Linked DNA regions of Bombyx mori: region 1 is linked to region 2. A link is a contact called in public Hi-C data. All regions are on one chromosome and are shown on one strand. Each heading gives the region's core, a stretch centred on a gene start, on an enhancer-like site or on the middle of the called end of the contact. The rest is flanking DNA. Distances are from core to core; before and after follow the strand shown.

The links. Hi-C and Micro-C count contacts between places; a contact is called where the count stands out from the background.
Region 1: a Hi-C map of midgut shows a contact between it and region 2, with 2.7 times the contacts expected there. The contact joins the promoter of LOC101738398 here to the promoter of LOC101738941 in region 2. A contact is called at or near these places in 3 of 7 Hi-C or Micro-C datasets (middle silk gland, midgut and posterior silk gland).

Annotation. Positions count from the first base shown.
Region 1 is chr13:14,032,633-14,038,523 of ASM3026992v2, forward strand. LOC101738398 (dolichyl-phosphate beta-glucosyltransferase) reads right to left here and starts at 1,275. Exons shown (of 6, transcript XM_004927702.5): 1 at 939-1,275; 2 at 662-836. The coding sequence starts at 1,010. It overlaps LOC101745891 (cubilin homolog), which reads right to left. Exons shown (of 1, transcript XM_038014991.2): 1 at 5,492-5,891.
Region 2 is chr13:13,894,095-13,899,409 of ASM3026992v2, forward strand. It overlaps LOC101738941 (beta-alanine-activating enzyme), which reads left to right and starts at 3,689. Exons shown (of 6, transcript XM_004927706.5): 1 at 3,689-4,181; 2 at 4,956-5,315. The coding sequence starts at 3,949.

The DNA.
Region 1 (5,891 bases), core at 25-2,524, 140 kb after region 2:
CAAAAAAGTACTTGTCACTGCTCTCAAATCATTAAGTAAAATCTTCACTGTATCACAAAATGACTTTAAAACATTTTTATATATTTTTGGAAGCTCATTTTACTTATTCTCTATTTGAATTTCTTATAACTTTAATATGAAATATTTTTAAAAACTTAGAAGAATTAATAGATCAATACACATTATATTCATTGAAAAAAAAAAAAACAATAAAAATAGAAATATTAACTAAGAGCAGTAGAACAAAAATCAATTTTCTGCCTGCCTTATTTGATCATATAAATCTTCAGAAGTAAAATACTAATTTTCGTGTGGTGTTCAAAGGTAGACCAGTTACTTTCCAGATACTTTCTTTCCTTAAATCAGATTTTGAAAAAAAGCAGTGATCATCTAAATATTTTTGGAATTTACTTTTAAACCATTGGATTTTCAAAGTTACTTAGCAAATAATCTTATTATAATAAAAGTAACTGTCTGTCTGTTGTTTCCATGCCCAAAGTAGTGAAATAATTTTGATGAAATTTATAATTAAATGGCTTACACCCTGAGAACATATATGCTACCTTTCATCTTACTGAGGAGCTCAGGACCTGCATGAACCAGGAAATGAAGTACAAGCAAAACTGTAGGCCAAAAGATAGTTCCACATAAAGTTACTTACGTCTTTTTTCTTCATTATATGCAGGAACAACTACACTTAAGCTAACAGATTCTTCTTCAAGTATAGAGGGGAATCTCAGTTTAGTATTTGTTAAGTAATCATTGTATGTTTCTTCATCTTTATACCGCTCCACAACAGGATACGTATCGGTTATTATATATAGTATTATAACGAGCTAAAAAAATATCGACAAGTTAATATTGTGATATTTTTACAGGTTGAAATTAAAGTAATTTAACAGTTTTAAGATTATTAAAGATTAAGTCAACAAACTTACCACAATTAATAGAGCCAACGCTATAGCAATACCATATAAAACCATTACCAGAAATATTGTTAAGAGATCCATCTTACAATATAATTTAGTTTAGTTCATAGATTATACATTTAAGTTTAGTTAAATTTGTTTTAAACCTTCATTTCTTTTGTTTTAATAAATAAATGAAGAATTAATTATCCTTCTTTGACCAATTATTTTTGGTATCTACGATCAGAAATGATAGTTACAGTATATACATACGTGTAAGTATTTGATTCAACTTGGTTTATGTGTATTATCTATGAACTTGGTTTTCAAATTTTATTCACGAGGTAAACAGTCAAAAGACTGACAAACTTGACAGATATTTGCTTGTCACATTTGATTGGTAGTTTTCCAACGGCAAGGCGACGATATTACATCATACAGCCATAAATATATATTTTCTGAAATATGAAAAATAATATGGATAAAATGAGGTGAAGTCTGGTGAAGTTGTTTTTTTTGAGATTGTAATCAATTGTGATAAAATTCTATGAAACGAGATGAGATAGATAGATGAAATATAGTTTCAGTAAAATGATAACTCTTTATAGAAACTTAAGTGGAGTTTTTAGCAGAATCCGAGAAGCCATGTCCAGCGACTGTTTCATTTTCCCACGTTCATGCATTGTGACATATGCTAAACAGTAAAAGAAACACCGTTATTACACGTTTAAGTATGAAAAGACACTCGTCTAATCGACCGCTCATTGCTGATCGTGATGCGCCTGCCTGAGACGGTTTCCTGTGATCTGTAGTCACTTATGTCGGTCAGTGACAATGTGACACAGAAAAGTGCGACGCTCAGTCTCGGGTAAACATGCTCGAACGCTTGATCAATGATTACGTAGTCTATCTTTTTTAACTGTAACCCCTGGATTTCCATCCACTGTTCCCAACTTCGCTCCTCGTATTCCCAGCAAAAAGTCCATTGTTTTTGAAAACGAAAAAGAAATTTTTTTTTATTCATCACCTCTTTTTTGGTAGCAGTGGGTAAGGGGCTATTCCAATTACGTTCAGCTTGGTAAGAGAGCCCCGTGTGGGCTCAACTTGGGAGGATTTTTTTGCACTAGGCCTACCAAGAACAGTGCTTCGCTAAATCTTTCACATTTCAGATCGGAATCGCAACCAGCTGAGAAGAACCGGCGAGAAACTCAGTGGAGCGTGTCTATGGGCTAGTTTGGACGTCGAACTATTGACCGAGACCAGAACGGCAACCGGTGCTTGGAGACCATAGAAGCACCGAGCGGATTCGGTGGATCCGAAAAGATATAATTTGGCTAAGGCGGGCGCTAAGGCGGCTTTGTGCTGTCCCGTCGCCTGGGAGAGTTTTCGTGTTTATTATATGTACTTATTGAACGTACCCATTACTGTTGTGCATTATACTGTGCACTTCTAGCTTCCAGTAGTAACCAGTTTCTGAAGACGATGTTGGGGAAAAGATCACGTCGAGGTCACTAAATTCGGGAATATTATACTATGGAATGTACTATACTATGGCTTTCTATGGACCGTCAGAATAACACTCCAAGCAGATTAAACAATATTTTATTTTCAATAATTACCACAAATCTGTAACAAACTAATATGTTTTTTATGTTCTTACCTTGTATTCTGTATTTCTTATTTGTTTTCTTTTAGAACACCCTATTAAGGACATACACAGTTACAATTTAAATATATACAGTTTTTTTGTTGCTTAGATGGGTGGATGAGCTCACAGCCCACTTGGTCTTAAGTAATTACCGGAGCCCACAGTATATTATGCTTATTAAGCAACATCAATGCCCTCATACAAATTCAGATATGAGTTCTAAGTTTTAGTTTATACAGTACAACGGCTGCCTCACCCTTCAAACCAAAACGCATTATTGCTTCACGACCAAAATAGTTAAGGTAATCACCCTCAGTTAGGTAATTATGATTTTTGCAGGTTTTATTGTTTATACACGATGTTATTCCTCCTACGTGGAAGTTATTCGTAAGTATTTGTTACGTAGGTACCTACATATTTAATTAGAAAAATGTGTACCTGCCTGCGGGATTCGAACACTGGCACAGTCGCATTGCATGATATCAATGCACCAGGCGTCTTATCCGGGCGGCCACGACGACTTCAAAACTAGAGGTATCCATTTAGTAAGTGTGTACCGTTGTATAAAAATATTGGGTTGACTTTAGTACTTATTTATGTCATAATTTTTATTTTTGTCTTTTCGACAGTTTGTCTGTTTCCGCACATCTCAGGATTTGCTGAAAGGATTTTCGTGTAGTTCTCACGGATAAACAAAAACTAATTTGGAGTAGAATATTTAGTTTGTTTCATTAAAATCGGATGCTGCAAAAAAATATCGTCAGTAAAGCTTTTCGGAATTCACTTTAGTACTAATCTATTTTAGAAATGGAATAGTGATTTATATTAGCAATATAATTCTCTGCACGTTATGTTTTCTCGTCCAAGCCACTGAACCGATTTTAATGAAATTCGGTATGGATATAGCTTGAGCCCTGAAAAAACACATTTCATCGTACCACTAAACACGTCTCAGTTCTGCAAGGGATTTCTATATAGTGTCATACACGCGGCGACTCTGACTGGACAGCTAATATATAGATATAAATAAAATTGCAGTGCATGTTTGTAATATTGAAATAACCGCTTTTTACTATATGCATATAAATATATATACGGTACATTTTCTAAGGACTTGATTACTTATAATACTTTATTCTTCCCTAGGACTTCTTGCTAGGCTTCTATTTTAGTAGGTATACTGTAGTATAAACGGATCCTCAGGGTGGCGGTGACAATTGAGACAATTTACATTCACACGAAATAATATATTCTCTTTAGTACACGTTATGGTGGGTAGAATACGAATGCAACAGAGATATGCTAACCGTCGGTATTTATACAATCATCTTGACCTATTTTAATACAAACTGAGTAGGTAATATTAAACATTGTTCATCTTAATTATTCTGCTGATTATTTACGTACAATTATTATTTAATAATATCGAATTATGTAACAAATAACATTAAGGCTTATTGCGCCGGAAGCTGTCAAGCGGAAGGCGCCAATAAAATATTATAAGTATAAGGAAATATGAATGAACTATTTACTTGATTATGAAATTACTAATTATATTATAAGAATAATAAGTTCTATATATTTCCTAAGTTCGTAAATAATTTATTATGTGAGGCCGGAAGTGTTGCTCGATAACAGTAGGTTTACAAGGATGATCCTTTTTCATGGCGCTACTATTCCAAGCAGTATCTCTGCTACCTTATATTATATTAGGATTTGCAGGGTCACGCTTCAACCGATGTTCAGTGTTAGAGCAATTATCAGGGTCAGCTAAGTTGGTATCAAAAATGCTAAAAGTTTCCCAGGAAGAAGATTTGTGCTTTGCAATGCATAAGTCCTCGTGCTTCCATCTCCGGGCCGGGGCTCCCAAATGCCAGCTTCTTTAGTCCCAAATGCCATTCAGTTTTCGAATGAACTTCTCTCCTCGAGGTTTCTTGCGCATTATGACTTGTCTTTCTTGAAACGAGGTTATCTATGAGCGATGGTAACTACTCGCCTTGAGGTGCTCGATTTGCACGTCTGCCTTTTTTTATTTTTTTTTATTGCTTAGATGGGTGGACGAGCTCACAGCTCACCTGGTGTTAAGTGGTTACTGGAGCCCATAGACATCTACAACGTAAATGCGCCACCCACCTTGAGATAAGTTCTAAAGTCTCAGTATAGTTACAACGGCTGCTCCACCCTTCAAACCGAAACGCATTCCTGCTTCACGGCAAGAATAGGCAGGGTGGTTGTACCTACCCGCGCGACACCTACCCTACCTATTAAGGCAACAAAAATAAAGAAGCAAAGAAGACCTGGTTTTTAAATAAAATACTTGCGCAACAAGATAGCTATGGACAACTTGTAGGTGGAAATTACGAACTGTAATAATTACCATTTACTACAAGACCTAGAGATAAGTACTTGCCATGGTATATGAATGCTATTCTACTCTTCAGCGAAATGCATTATCATTTTTCACAAAAATATACGTAGGATGGTGATGCCAAGTACCAAAATAATGTTCCGATGCACTGCGGTAATCAGTTTAAGCACAGGCAACTTAATTGTCCACCTAAAGCAATAAAAATAATGTGAGCTTATAAAGAAATCATGTTTTTAGTTTTCGGATAAATGTTTTTTGGCAATAATCAAAATTAATTAATCACCTACCATTATTATCTTCATTCAGCATATAGGTACTTTACTGCAATGGAAAATGTGCAACGCAGACTGTGTCTTGAATTTAGTCGTATAGACTATGCATCCTTTAGCAATGCATTTGAGATTTGAGTTTTATGTCTCAAGCTACGGCACTACGTAACCGTATCCCGGTTGTCTATTGACTCCGTCAACGGCTTATTGTCGCGTTAGTTAACCATTGAGTCCGAACTAGTATTAGTAAAACATCATAGAGGGTATAATAAAATCAGAATTAAAATGAAAAACCAAATGCTTGTCAAAAATGTATTCCAAAAAACAACACATCACAAATACGTTGATGTATACAAATCCAAACAATATTCTAAATAAATAACGTTACCAATATTTGTCGACAAACAGTAGTAGTGCTTATTACGATACTAAGTAGATACATTTGATTATTTTCCTTAAACACACAGAGCTTTTTTTTAAATGAAGAGTTTTTCACTATTTAGTACCTCAGTAATTAAATAGTGTTGGAATTATGTTATTATAAAATAATTATACATTACAAAAAAATTATTACAAATATCTGAAAGAATTAAATGTGTTGAAATTTGTCATAAGCGAATTAATAATTATTTTTGTAAAGCCCATTAATGCACGGCAGTTATGAATTCTTAAGAAACATTCTAACAATAAACATTGGC
Region 2 (5,315 bases), core at 2,439-4,938:
CGATATTTTACTTAAATTGACAACGCCATGTCGTTAACGGAGTTTAAATTGGGCCAGCTTGGTTAAATTATTCATTTCGTTCAGACGTCTCCACTGTGGTTATACAAACTATGGTTAACTACTTTTATGTATGCACAAGAAGGTATAATGTAAGGGTTTAGCTTTTTTTCGCCTCATTATTGGCATACGAGCCTACGGAACCCCTTATAATTAGTCACTGGCGCTAATGGATTCACTTTTATATAGGATTTGGAAACTATATAACTTATTTATTTGACAAAAAAGAATTACTTTACTACAGAAACGAATTTATGTGTATCTATGTTAAAGTACCCCGCCTGTCCTTGTGAAACTGGAAAGGCCTCCAGGGGCCACCAGTAAACCATCAATAATAAAAAAAAATACCCAACGATAAATATTGCACATGGTCCCTTATTTATTTATTTATTTCAATTCAATACAAAGTCAGGCTTACAGTTTTCACCAAAACGCCAGACTCGTTAACACAAAAACATTATTGAAATTATAAATTATTATAATATTATGCTAAAAATAAAATTATCTTGGAATAAAGTATTCCTCAACTATCGGCAAATACGTCAGCATCCTGGATTTCGGACAGAAATTCGTTTAACAGCGCAATTACCATGGCCGTTGGACAGTTCCTAGCTCTACGGGTCCTCAGCCCCGCCAACGCCGCAAATAAGTGGTGGTGGCGGCGCACTCCCGCCCGCACATACTGTTGCGGGACGAATAGTGTCATCTGCCGTAGTGCCACGGGATTATTGACTCTATTCTGTAATAAAGAACAGTAATGTACGAGTAGATGCAACTTTCGCCTGTGGTTTAGGGTATCCAGTCCAACCATACCTGACACAAAAAGCGACGGAAACAGAAACGGATAATAACCATATAACCTCTTATACAGGTACCGAGCAAACTTACGCTGAACCTTGGAAAGAGATACTCGAATAATTTCACTTTGTAGAGCGTTAGCCGCGTTAGGAGCGTAGGACCGGTCGTTGTCTCTCGCGAGGCTCGGAGAAGGCCTATGTCCAGCAGTGGACAACTGTGGGCTTAAAGATAATAAATAGCGTTATCTCTCTCACGCACTACCTAGATCAGCTCTTCTTCAAGTGCGATACAGTGCGATCCTAATATATACGAGATTGTTAATATTTCGTGCGACAAAAATAACGCTCTACGAAGCCGAAATTAGCCGACTGTCTCTTTCTAAAAGTCGATGTTCAGTATTTATGGCCGGGTACTGTAATTGACGTGTTTTCGTTACACTTTCTAAATATAGTCGGCTCATTCGGTAGTGAGTGATTGGCACTGACAATGACGAACAGCCGCCTTCGCCCTTGACTCTGATCCACGCTTGGTGTTGTCAGGAAAATCCGGCACTGGTCACCGTCCTCGTCGAAGTCGTCAAATGCGAGTTCGCTTGCAGCTTAACAGTAACTCACAGACACAATCCATAGAATTACTCGCCGAATCTCTGCGTGGATTGCAATTAGGATTCAGTGGTAGATTCAGCGAAGTATTGCTCTTCCCGTGCCAATTGTTAGCAAATTCTCTCTGGCTGAACCTCGTGAACTCGGCCACTAGCCAAGGTTTTTTTTTTATTGCTTAGATGGATGGACGAGCTCACAGCCCACCTGATGTTAAGTGGATACTGGAGCCCATAGACATCTACAACGTAAATGCGCCACCCACCTCGAGATATAAGTTCTACGGTCTCAGTATAGTTAAAACGGCTGCCCCGCCCTTCGAACCGAAACGCATTACTGCTTCACGGCGGAAATAGGCGAGGTGGTGGTACCTACCCGTGCGGACTCCCAAGAGATCCAGTAACAGTAGGTAGGTAAGTAGTTCCTCCCACTGGAAAAGTGAAGAAATCACAGCTTACGGCCTAATCTATTGTATATTCTGTTTAATGAAAAAATGATACGGAAGGAGATGAAATGAAGTTGAAATTAAATGAAATGAAATGAGATGAGATGGGATGAAATATAGTCTCAGTGAAACGGTGGTTATTTATAGAAACTTTTTCAGTGGACTCTGGAAAACCCGAAAAGCTGCGTTTAACAGCTTTGTTTCATTTTCCCACATTTGTGCACTTTAACAGATAAATAAACCACACTTATTTCACATTGAAACCCTAAAAAACACTAAATTAACAAAATAAAAAAATAAAATAATTCACACAACTTCGCTCTTCAACGTTCGCGCCAAAAAGTCAACAGATGACAATACCTTTTTCTTTTTTTTTCGTGCCGGGTCCGAACCTCCTACAAGGTCCCCACGTCCAGTGAGCGCGTGAGGTATGTGGGACTGGTCATCACTGATCCGCGACTGCGAAACCGCGGGCCCAAGGATGTTTTTAGGGCCCTACCTACTAAACGACTCCTCTACACTCTTCGCCCAAGGGTCCGATCCCCTCTGAGGTCAGAACCCGGATGAGGTAGGGGGGTTACCGCGGTCAACACTGCAACCAGACAGCGCAGCTCGACCCAAGGACGCCCGGCCGACGGAGTCTTCGAGGCGAATCGAAGGCTCTGAAACGTCGGCCGTCTCGGTACGGCAGCCCGTTAGGCCGCCCAGACGGTGCCGCTGGTGTCCCGGAATGCCCCGCTGTACCAGAACCAGCCTGCCGGGTCGGAACGCGATATACTGCCAACCGGTTGCTCTTTCGTATCTCCTTGGCAGCGCGCTAGAATGCTGATAGCGCGTCGCGCGGCCTCTACCCCCTCACGTCGCCCCTTAACCTTCACGGGGGGAAGCCGCTACCTACAGAGGCCCGGACGTACGGGCGTAGTCCTCCGGCCCCCGGGACAGATGATAAAACATTTTTTTTAATTTAAAATTCTTGCATTTACCTTTACATTTTAACCGATTTCATTTTTATTCATCTTTAAAAATAATCCTTTGTATATTATTTTGGTAATTTCAATCCAGTTATTGTAAGACCCCATGATACCATATCCATACCCATAAATAGTCCCTTTGTCCTAATTAAGCGCTTTTAATGGAAATATTCTATCTAAAGGTACGAACTAACACGTACTACATAGTAGACCGGAAATCATAAAACACCATATTACACTCCAAATACATAATACACTTACATAGTTGGTGCCAGTCGAGCCTGAAACCTATAACAAATCAATCCTCCATACTCACTACTTCATTATTTATATGGCTTTTTGGCGGGAACGCGAGGAGTGAAGTTGTGTGACTTGTTTTATTTTGTCTCTTTGGGGTTTCTTTAGGTTTAATTGTGTAAGAACGGTGGTTTATTAACTGTTTAGTATCCGTGAAAGTGCCCAAATGTGGGAAAATCAAACAAAGCCGCTGAACGTAACTTCTCGGGATCCTCCAAAAAATCCACTGAAAAGTCTCAGTAAATGACCACCATTTTATTGAGATTAAATTTTTTACTATATCATTTCATCTCATTTCATTTCACTTCATATTATCATTTTTCATAAAAATAAGAATATAAATTAAAATAAGACTTGACCTAAAGGCCTTCATTACCAGGTCATAAAATCCCTTTAAAAAAAACAGAGACAGACTATACCGTACCAGATTGTACAGAACAATATTGTGTATAATCTATGGTAAAGGATGTATGGGCTTAGATCCCCTTGCCTTTCCTAACAAGGAAAAATTGTACCAAAAAAAAAAACTATGGTACAGAAAAATAAACACAAACAAAAATTTCATAAAAAAAAATATTTATTTATTAATTTTGAATTTAATGTAGAAGAGGTCATAGACATAGATACATAATACTCACAATATTTTTATCAGAAGTTACATAGCAAAAAGTAGTTTTGATAGACACAATCATAATTTTCAACTAGGACCACCACTTAAATCAAATGAAATCTAAGATAATTATATGAAATTTTTTAAAGATGAAATTTAAACTATCTATAAATGGTGACAATGAATCGCAGTTATTATGATGTTTTTATGCGAACTTGCGCGAGAAGTCCCGGTAACGTTGCCATTAGACAATACGAATGCGGAAAATATCATACATATACTTATTCAGAATTATACGGAGTCTGCGAATACGTGTCGCAGAACTTGCAACAGTTAAAATGCAACAAAGGTGTCATAGCATTGGTTTCGGAAAAGAATGCAATCATACCTTCGGTTATAGCAGCGTAAGTATTTCGTTAACTGTCCACTGAGACAAATTTTTTGTTGCCTCGCCAACCCTATATCTGAAACTATTACTATGTCGTAGTGTTATTGGTAGGAAGACAGCACCTTGGAATTACTGACACTCTTCATATACCGAGGTCAATCTTGGCATTCACATTGCAATTTTATGAACTCGAGTTACCACTTAATACCAAGTGTGCTCACACACACTTATTATAATAAAATTGAAAGTGTTCCATAATACAGTTCTATTTAAAGCTACTACACTACGACTTTGTATTCTGCCTGCATGTCATCACTTAGTACATTAATTACTTAACTTATTTGAAATGTTTTTTATTCACAATGCCGACCTAAACAATTTAAAGATTATTGATCCTGAAATATGAGTTTATAAAAATTAGACAATTTAAAATTTCTTATTGACTGTGGCTCTTTCTGAAATTATACCAAATCTGGACATTAAATTAACATGCAGTTGGAAGCTATTTAGACTCTGTTATCAGCATACTCCTTGTTTCCTCCTATGTTCACATAAGATTATGCAAATTAAAAAAGTTTTTTGTTTGTTTGGTGTGTTATCTGCTATCTGCATGTACTATAAGCAGATGTGCTGTGAGATTGGCAGTGTGTCCTCTAGCTCTTCATCAAGAGGTCATACTTAAAAATGTCCATATAAATAAGCCATGTCCTTTACTATTATATGAAAAATTCTATACCATTGCCCCAAAGGTTGTTTATATGGAATAATAATCTACTTTTATTTGTTTAAGGGCACACAAATGTTGTACCTCTTTTATATTTTTGAATTCTCCTCAAGACATAGAGATTATTACTGGGAAAATCAAATTGTCTGCAGTAATTGTGATCAACAAAAACAGAGATAATGTTCAATTGGAATTATTTGGAAAAAAACCTGACACAACAGCTTCAATGTTTGATTTGAACATACTCTTCTACAGTTGTGATACTACTGCTGAAAATAATTTTGTATCTCAACACTCATTTATAGCAACAACCTCAGGCAGCACCGGGGAACCTAAGCACATACAAGTGCCAATACAATGCCTACAACCAAACATTGATGATTTAACTAAACTATTTAGCATTACCTCAAAAGATGTTATCTATTT